Regions from separate parts of the Triticum aestivum genome. Here region 1 is linked to region 2. The links are chromatin contacts, called in public Hi-C maps. All regions are on one chromosome and are shown on one strand. Each heading gives the region's core, a stretch centred on a gene start, on an enhancer-like site or on the middle of the called end of the contact. The rest is flanking DNA. Distances are from core to core; before and after follow the strand shown.

The links. Hi-C and Micro-C count contacts between places; a contact is called where the count stands out from the background.
Region 1: a contact with region 2 is called in a Hi-C map of leaf, with 3 times the contacts expected there. The contact joins two enhancer-like sites. A contact is called at or near these places in 2 of 5 Hi-C or Micro-C datasets (both in leaf).

Annotation. Positions count from the first base shown.
Region 1 is chr5D:220,940,152-220,944,743 of IWGSC CS RefSeq v2.1, forward strand. No RefSeq gene overlaps it. Among protein-coding and RNA genes, the nearest start is that of LOC123120222, 100 kb to the right of the region's middle. Within about 2 kb of position 3,245, at least 4 of the 8 cell types and tissues checked have an H3K27ac peak or open chromatin away from gene starts, as enhancers often do. A contact at or near this core is called in leaf, where this site is marked.
Region 2 is chr5D:220,718,052-220,722,523 of IWGSC CS RefSeq v2.1, forward strand. No RefSeq gene overlaps it. Among protein-coding and RNA genes, the nearest start is that of LOC123120219, 29 kb to the right of the region's middle. Within about 2 kb of position 2,975, at least 1 of the 8 cell types and tissues checked has an H3K27ac peak or open chromatin away from gene starts, as enhancers often do. A contact at or near this core is called in leaf, where this site is marked.

The DNA.
Region 1 (4,592 bases), core at 1,995-4,494, 220 kb after region 2:
ATGACCATGAAAGTGCCATTATAGAGCTTTCAAGCGGTTCTTCCATCTCCAATGCATGTAGTAAAGAGATCCGAGCAAACTTGGCCACCCTCTTGCTTTCGAGATCGCCAAGAGCCTCTTGGTGTCTGCCACAGTTGGTTCTCTCATGTACCGAGGTCCAAACACCTCGACCACGGCAGTTGCAAACTTGACCATGGCATCTCCGCATGTGCTCTTAGAGATCCATAGGTATTCGTCACACAAATCAGCGGTCGTGCCATATGCAAGCATTGGCAGTGCGACCGCACTTCTAGTCACCAGAGAACCCAATCATTCCCATTGCGTCCTTCTTCAGATGAAGTAGTCATCAAAGGACCGGACGCCATGGTAGAGATGATCGAAGACATTTTTGCGCATTCGAAAGTGGCAGCGAAAATTGTCAGCAAAGAGGGCATCAGAGGCAAAGTAGTCATCCATCAATGTCAAATGGCCACATGCCCGGTTGCGTTTGAGCACTCGATGACCCATGATCAACCCCTTGAAATTTAGAACATGCTCCTCCGCAAGCTCCACGTCTGCAAGCACCGTCTGCATCATCGACATCTCATCCGTGTAGTCCTCCTCGTAGGACAAGCCGTCCGACGACTCAACATAGTGCTCGTATATGTTCTCCATATCCGAATTCATTGCTTCAAAGAAGAAGGGGCAAAAATATTTAGCTCGGGCATTCACCGAACAGTTATTGGGCATGGTGAGCATCGTAGGAGCGGATGGTACGTGTGCGGCGGTCGGAGGAGAGGTGAGGAACGGCGGCGGAGAAGCGGTGTGGAGACTGGGTGTACCGTTGGAGGTGACGGACTCGTCGAGTTCTAACAAAGGTGCGGCGTGGCGGTCGGGGTGGTGGAGCGGTGGCGAAGGCAGGAGAGAAAAACTGACGGAGAGAAAAATGGGAGGATGGAGACGCGGGGTCCAGGAGGGGTTTTGGGTGGGCTGGGGTGTCGAAGTCCTATGTGGCTGTTGTGCGGACTCCCATAAAGCCCTCCCCCTTCCCCGCCAATTTGTCTCGGGATTGCCAAAGAAAGTATGTCCGGACCGCTAGCGGACCGATACAGGCCCATGTTGGATGGCTCAACATGTCCGGACCACGCAGTTCGGACGGTTGCGGGCGGTTTGAGGATCTACTTTGGAGATGCCCTTACAAGGGAGAACTGCGCTTGGTGGTATGGAGTTGTCGATGGTTCCTTTGTGGGCTGACACCATCGTGGTCATTCCCGCATTCGATGAGTCTACCTGGCACGATGAGTCTACCTGGCACGAATGCGCTTTGAATGAGAAATAACCCCAAAAGAATAGCCTTGAGTCTAACTGCGATCATTTTGGATATGATCAAACTTGATCAAAGGCGCGCACGTATAACACACGCCTAGTTGATCAAAAGAACTGACTTAAGAAAAACACTCCCGTCCATCAACTTGAACCCCCCCCCCGGTCTGTTCGACTGTCTTATGCGCCCACCGTACGTCCCGGTGGGCATGAGCCTCTCTTCCCTGTGAAATCATCCATCCTTATCTCTTCTTCCCCGCCATCCATCTCTTGTCTTATGTCCACACATCATGGTGATCCGAGACACTACCGCCGTTGGGGGCCAACTGTGGAGACCTTGTTGCCACCGCCCTGTGTATTGCAGGAGTAGTGTTCTCCTTTCACCCATGTCTCGAATTTTGTCCCCGCCAAGATGCACGTGCGCGACGCCCACGGTTGCGTTTGCTGCACACCACCGACCATGCAAAGCCGATGCAACGACAGCGGGACAGTTGCAAGCCAGGGGGTCCTCGCCGTAGGTGCTTTGTGACGGTGGTCGTGTTGCAAGAGAGGACTCACGAGAGGTCCTTTGCAGCATGAATCGTGCTAGGACTCATTGAAGGTATTTCTACAACGAGCTTTGCAACACATGGACCGTGTTGAAACGAGGGGTTTGCAACATGGATCATATCGGAATGAAAGGCAAATAAGAGGGGCGATCACACGGTAGGACAGCTCGAGACCTAGACGACATTTCCCAAAGATCGGCCAGCCAATGCGGTAGCGCTGGCCATTGACTAAGACTACCCACAATGGGAGTAACATAGGTAGTAACATCACACATATCTAAATAACATAGATGATGTGGCAAGCAATAAATGAAGAAAGAGAGACATGTGGTAACATAGCTAGTTACTAGTAGTATGAGTAACATCACACATATCAAGGCAAGATGAGTCTATAGCCTAATAAATGAAGTGTTGCATGTTACCACACATATGTTACTCCCCACTAGGTTGGCCATAGTGGGGTAACATAAGTAGTATCATGCACTTGGGACTCGCAAACATGCTTATGTGGCAGGCAATTTAAAAAAAGAGATGGTTATAGTAACATAGGTAGATATCGTAACATAATAAATATGATGCTACTATGTGTCATGCATGGCAATAAATGAGACCACCTATGATACTAATCTATGATACTATGCATTATAGAGGTAGTAATATAGACTAGTAACATATGCATTGTGACGTGAACCCGGGTTAGTATGCCTATGTTACTAGTCTATGTTACTACCCATCGTGGCTAGTCTAAAAAATCGTCGATAAGAAGGTGAATGACTAAAGCGGGACACGTGTCGTGATGTGAACCCGGGTTAGTATCTTAGGTGGGCAGTGATTAAGTACATAAATAATGCTTTGACAGTGTTCTTCCACGTGTGCTGTGCAATCCCCGCCTCCAGCTGCTCGACACCTGGTACGCGTCACTTAAACAAGTGTGCTAATTTAGTCAAATCGAACCGCACAAACAGGAGTGCCCAGTGGTAGGACAATGGGATGGGATGCAGATGCAGGTTTCTCCATAATTAAGTACGAGTAAAATATTTTATTTTGGCCGGTGATGCCATCCTCCGCATGATAATAGATAAGTCAAACGAACTTCCGTGGACTAGAATAAAGGGATTCCTGATGGCTCGCGCACATGATGCCATGCTGATCAAGAAAGCATGCACGGCCACTAGAAAAACATGTAAATGCACCGGTGCAGGGGTCACTGGATAACAACTTAACGAGTCATTTTCTCAACCCGGAAATCGCCCGGCATCACCGCTGGACACGATACTAACGTCGCAGCAGCCGGCACCAGAACAACGCCGGCAGCCGGCAGGGCCTACGAGCCGGGGGCCATCGTCGATAGGAAAAGGCCGCGCGCGGCGTGGGTACGGTCGTGTACGCGGCCGTCCTGAGTCCACACCGGCCAGGGGAACGTCGTGATGGGTCAGGTGTCGTGCTCTGCTGCCGCGCCCACGTACGGAGGATGTCTCTTCACGACGGTGCGGACGCGTTGTATTTTGCGCGCTGGGTCGATGAGTACGGTGGACGGACTCTTAGAGCAACACCGGCAATTTCCCTAAAAAAGACTCTCAGAGAGTAAATTTAGGATAAGTTTCCAGAGAGAAACTTTTTGTCAACTCCTTGAAACTTCTTTTTTTAGAAAATTTTCTATCCATTAATCATTAACCATGGTAGTACAACTAACACTAGAAATAATAAAAATCGATCCGTAAGTCATCTAGCGACAACTACAAGCATTGAGCCGAACCGAAGGCGCGCCGCTGTCATCGCTCCTCCCTAGCCGGAGCCAGGCAAAACTTTTGTAATAGACAGTCGGAAAATCGTCGTGCTAAGGCCACCTAGGACCAACACACCATAACAGCAACCACATACTTTCGTGTGTAATGAGAAAAACATGTACACGAACATAGACGAACAACGATTAGATCCGAGCAAATCCACCAATGATAGATCCACCGGGGATGCACCTTCACAAGCCCACCGACCATGCTAGACGCACCATCGGAATGGAGGCTAAGCGGGAAGAACCTTATTCCATCTTCACGGAGCCGCCGCCGTCTTGCCTTCCTGAATAGGACACAACCACTAACAAAACTTGAAGAAAGATTTTAAAACGAAGCCCTCCCACCGGCACGCCCCCATGGTTCTAAAGCCACGGGCGACGAGGCAAGCCAACGGCAGCGCCGACGGGAGGCAGAGAAATCCTAACTCCTCGAAACTTCTTTCCCTATTTTCTTATTTTTATTAAACTTTTTCTAGCTAATGGCCTGGGTTCGGCAAGTCAGTGGTTGGGCAGGAGCACTGGGCTGGCGGTGTGGTAGTAGCAGCGAGTGGTGAGGCGGTGCGGTAGCGCGGCGGCGGCGAGGTGGCATGGGGACGGAGCGGCGGCGGTGCGGGATAGAGGGTGATAAAGTCTCGGGCGGTTTCTAACACGCCAAAACTTCAGGGGAAGGTCACCAGATGAAAGTCACGGCCGGATTTACTTAATCTGTCGAAGACGTTTTCTTGCCCATACTTCCCTAAATGATATTCTTAGAGATCTGTTAGAGTTGATCTTAGTGCGATAAGTTTGTCAGGTGGCTATATCAGCCACTTCCAACATCCCTCCTTCAGTATTTGTTATGGTTCATATTGTTTTTCTTATTTAGTCATTACAAATTTACAATAATAAATATTTTACCAACAGGATGCCATGAGCAGATTTATTTTCTAGCCAAGAACAATTTTATGTTA
Region 2 (4,472 bases), core at 1,725-4,224:
ATGATGCGAAAAAAGGGAAGGAGGCGTAGTGCTATATGGGGACGAATCCGCCCCACCACCACCATCCCGGGGTCCGGCCGGCGAATGGCGGCGGCGGCGTGGGGGTTGGCGAAGGGAGGCCTCCCGGCGGTGCGGTGGCTAGGGTTGCCCCGTGCCGTCCTCTGGACGATGCGGGGGTCTGTTTTCTTTTTCCACCTGTGTCATGTTTATTATCTATTCATGGATTAGATTAATTGAAAATATGATAATACTTAGTAATACAATGCATTAGATTCAAATTAATTGTCGCCATTTTAGTACAGCTTTACAATGGAGTAGTATAATATTGCACGCTCGTGAGGGCGTGTGTGACAGTTGTTATTCGCACCATAGGGCTTGTTTTTCTTGGTGAAAGGGAAGCATAAAACCATCAGCGCGTGAGAGCGTGTGTGACAGTTGTCACATCATAACAGCTAACTATCATCTGTATTGGCCGACTAGCAACGTCGGCACCGGACCACGTATCCGCATACCGTATTCTATCCTGTATTTCCAGCGACGTGGATTTGTGATATCAGGCGACGCACGCACGCACGCCCACACGCCGTCGCGTCTTGCTTTTCTCTTGCCTGCACGGACAAATGTGACGGATCGATCAGAGATTGAGACGAAGAACCGAGACGCGTGAGATCCGTGTTACTACGAGTTGTGCCCATCAGAGTGACCGTGACCCATGAATCCCGTCGCCGTCGTCACGCCCGGGCAGAAATCCATGAATCCGTCTCGACGCAGACATGGCCAAGACCGGGTTTGAGTGAGAGCAGCGAAGTAGCGGACGAGCTCGCTTGCTCCCGCTTCGTGTACGAATAGAACAAGGACGCGTCTCAGCGTGTATTGAATGCGATTGTGTGAGGCAGTAGGAAGGAATGTAGCGCTGAACAGTGCAATACGGAGAGCCGGCCGTTTGATTTGACAATGTCGTGACGGCAGGACGTACATCTGTTCCAATGGTACATGACGCATCTATCGGCCCGTAACTTATCGCAGCGCTCGGGTCTATCACAGAAACGGCGAGTCCATGTGTAGTTCCTGCCGCCACGTATTGCACATGCACTACTGATGGCCTCACGTATGCGTTTGCTCCGTTTGACCACTCTGAAAATGACTGTTAAATTGAGAGTTAACCTGGCTAAGCCTGAACTTTTCTCTTTTAGACACGATGAACTAGAAAACAGACCTTCATTAATATTACCGGAGTACACATACAGAATACACCATAACAGATTCTCAAAAAAGAAATACACCACATAACAGTTAACTTGATGGCGCCAAAAGTACGTCATTTGCGACTAAATAGCTGCTTCCACACCATTTGCTACTTGACTGCTAAACACACACATCGCACATCGTGAACTTAATTTACAGGTACAATGCGTACGCCATTTGCGACGAGCTACATAATACCTCAGTTTGCTAATGATACCTAATCCAGCACGACGCATGAAAACATTGGCCACAACTAGTGGGAAACGCTTTGTATCTATAGTTTGCTAAGACTCCGGCGTCAGACCATACCTTCGTCATCGATGTAATGGAAATCCGACACTCCAAATTTGTCCTTCTTTTGTAATTATAGCAAAACTATCCGTGCGTTGCAACGGGAAAACAAAAATCATAATGTCCAATGGCCATGACCATATTTTGCTTCATCACCGAGATACACTATCACTCTCATTTTTGTAAAATCGTGAATATTTTTTGAAAATCATGAACTTTTTTTAAACTCATGAACATCTCCGAAATCGTGAACATATTTTACAGATTTTCAAACATTTTCTAAAATCATGAACATTTTTTGAATTTGATGGTTCCACTCTTCCTTTTGCCATCAAAGTCAAAAGTTGGGCCACCAATCAGTATGGAAGAGAGTGAAAAATGCTTAGACAATCTAGACCTGGACGGATGTGCGACCACTCTCGGTTGTGATTTGTATTGTGTCGTGACAACAAAAACATATAATTCATTCATGTTGTTCGAAGCAACTTCTATGGAAGCAAATTGTATTTCTTCTGAAGCAAGTTCTAATTTATTAATGTTTGGTGGAAATAAATTTAATTTTGTTGGATGCACGCACTCGAAACAATCCTTTGGTCGCATGGAACATATTTTTGAAACTGAAGTTTTTGGAACTTCAGGGACAGTCAAAAACAAAAAATAAACCAAACTGAAGTTTTTGCAAGGATCTCCACAATTGAAAACAGCGTACGAAGCAAGCAAAAATAATCCTCGCGACTGAAAACTTTTTAGGAGGCAAAGAAAATTTTAGGAAGAAAACAATCCCGGTTCATACCAAATTTTTATAAGAAGCAACAATACTGGTTCGTACCAAGCAAAATATTTTTTGGAAACCAACGTTCTTGTTTAGTAAAATACAGCGTTGGAAGCAAACAAGAAAAAAATTCCACACGACTGAAAACTTCATAGGAAGCGAAGAAAATTTTAGGAAGCAAATGATCCAGTTCCTACGAAGCAAATCTTTTTGGGAAGCAACGATGTTGATTTGGAACCATTGTCCCTCACGATTGGAAACAAATAAAATGGCTTAATTAATCATTCCTAGATTTGGGAAGAAGTTGTTAGGAAAAAATAGGAAAGAAATTAATTGTAGTTAATGCCAAATCCCACCATTGGTACAGTGTCCAAACGCCATCGCTGAGCCTTTACATGTCTGTCTGCATGCACCGTATCTACGTTGGCTCTTCCATCCAGCTTATGCATTAAATGATCGGCGTAGGCACCCCTGAAATACCGCGGCCATCCCGCATCCCGTCAAGAGTGGACGCCTGGCGATAACGTGAGCATGCGAGCACGAGCACGCCATTGAATTTTCGGGGTTTGAGTCCTCTTTTGTCTCTGGACCTGCGAGGTGTACTAGTAGCCCTGATATTCTGATGTGGTGCTTCGACGGTCCGACTGACCACTTTTGCGGCTTGCCGTTAATTCATTTCAGCACGAGTAAAATATGCGGGGTTTCCTGCTACCAGCTTTACTGCAGCAGCTGTAGCCTCTGTGGGTACCTGAAGATTCCTTTCAGGCCAAAAACTCCAGTAGTGTTTTTCCTTTGTCTAAAAATCAAGAAAATATATTCACTCATTTACAGCATCTCCAAAACTCCAAATATATGTCATCATGGATAGCCTGGATACTGCCCCGACTAAAAAGCCATCCAATTGGACCCATGTATCCAATCGTATGTCTAGACGTTTTTGCGCTGTTTTTTATATAAATCAGCGATCGACATACAAGCAACCGTAAACAACAAGCCATCACCACACGCAACACATACACCCAAGTCAAGATACAAATTGCCGATGAACGGCAACACCACACAGTCACCCACCAAGCACATCATAGATGGACCAAAACGGAGACCTACAACCGTGAACTAGCCACATCGAAGAGGTGATAGCCCGACCCTCGCGTCGCCCGACCTGGGCGACACGGGGGATTCGAGCCACCGCCGGCCCGCCACCCCTCCTCCCGCCTACCTCGTGTCGCCGTCGCCGGAGGGCCGGCCGGCGAAGCCGCGCCGGGCCCTGGGATGGCGACAGCGGGGCCGTTCCCCCTGCTCAGCGGGCCTCCTGACCCGCCACATCCCCCAGATCCGTCCCTGGCGGCGCCAGTAGCCCCCACCGGCGGAGCCGGCCTCCCACGGCGGCTCCCGGCGGCTCTTCCTCAGCTTGCTGCTGCCGCGAGTGGCCTCGTCCCGGCTCGTGGCTCGTCGTCCCGGTCTGCCTCCAATTGGACCGGGGCCCTTCCCAGCCGTTGTGCTGCTCCCCAGCCGGCTTCCTCGCGGCGGGCGCGCCGTCCTTGTTGCGCCTCTCCTCCCCGGGACCCCACCCGGCGCGCCCTCCACCAGCTGCTGCACGAGCTTGCCGGCCGGCGGCGGTTCCGGCGCTCCTAGCGTTCTTCTCCGGCGGCCCTCCTCCTCCTTGAGCCATGATGACTGCTCTCGCTGGGACGTGGCGATGCATCTTTGGTTGTGGTAGACATGAAGCTCCTCGCGGCAGGTACCCGCTGGCACTGTTTCGGCCCCGACGGTTTAGGCCCGCGTCTCTCCGGTGTCCTTCGCTGCCGGTGTTCTTTGCCGGGCAGCTCCGGCCTCGGTCATCAGGTAGCTGCGTCCCTTCCAGCTTACCTGGCGCGCCGATGTCTCGACGGCTAAGGCCACGGTAGCTCGGATCTGCGTCTCTCCAGTCCTAGTTTGTCGGCGTTGCTGGACGTCGTCGTCCCATGCCCTCCGTGTGGCTTACTTCGTCGCCTGCCCTACCCCGGAGGTCTCAAAGCCTCCCCCTTTTGCCGGATCCAACGCTCGTGGGTGCGGAGGCGGTGCCACCGTCCGACGGCAAGTGCAGCCCCGCCAACCCCTTCCCGACATGGCGATTCCGACCAACGTGGACTTCCTCATCTTCGATTCCAGACTCGGCGGCTAT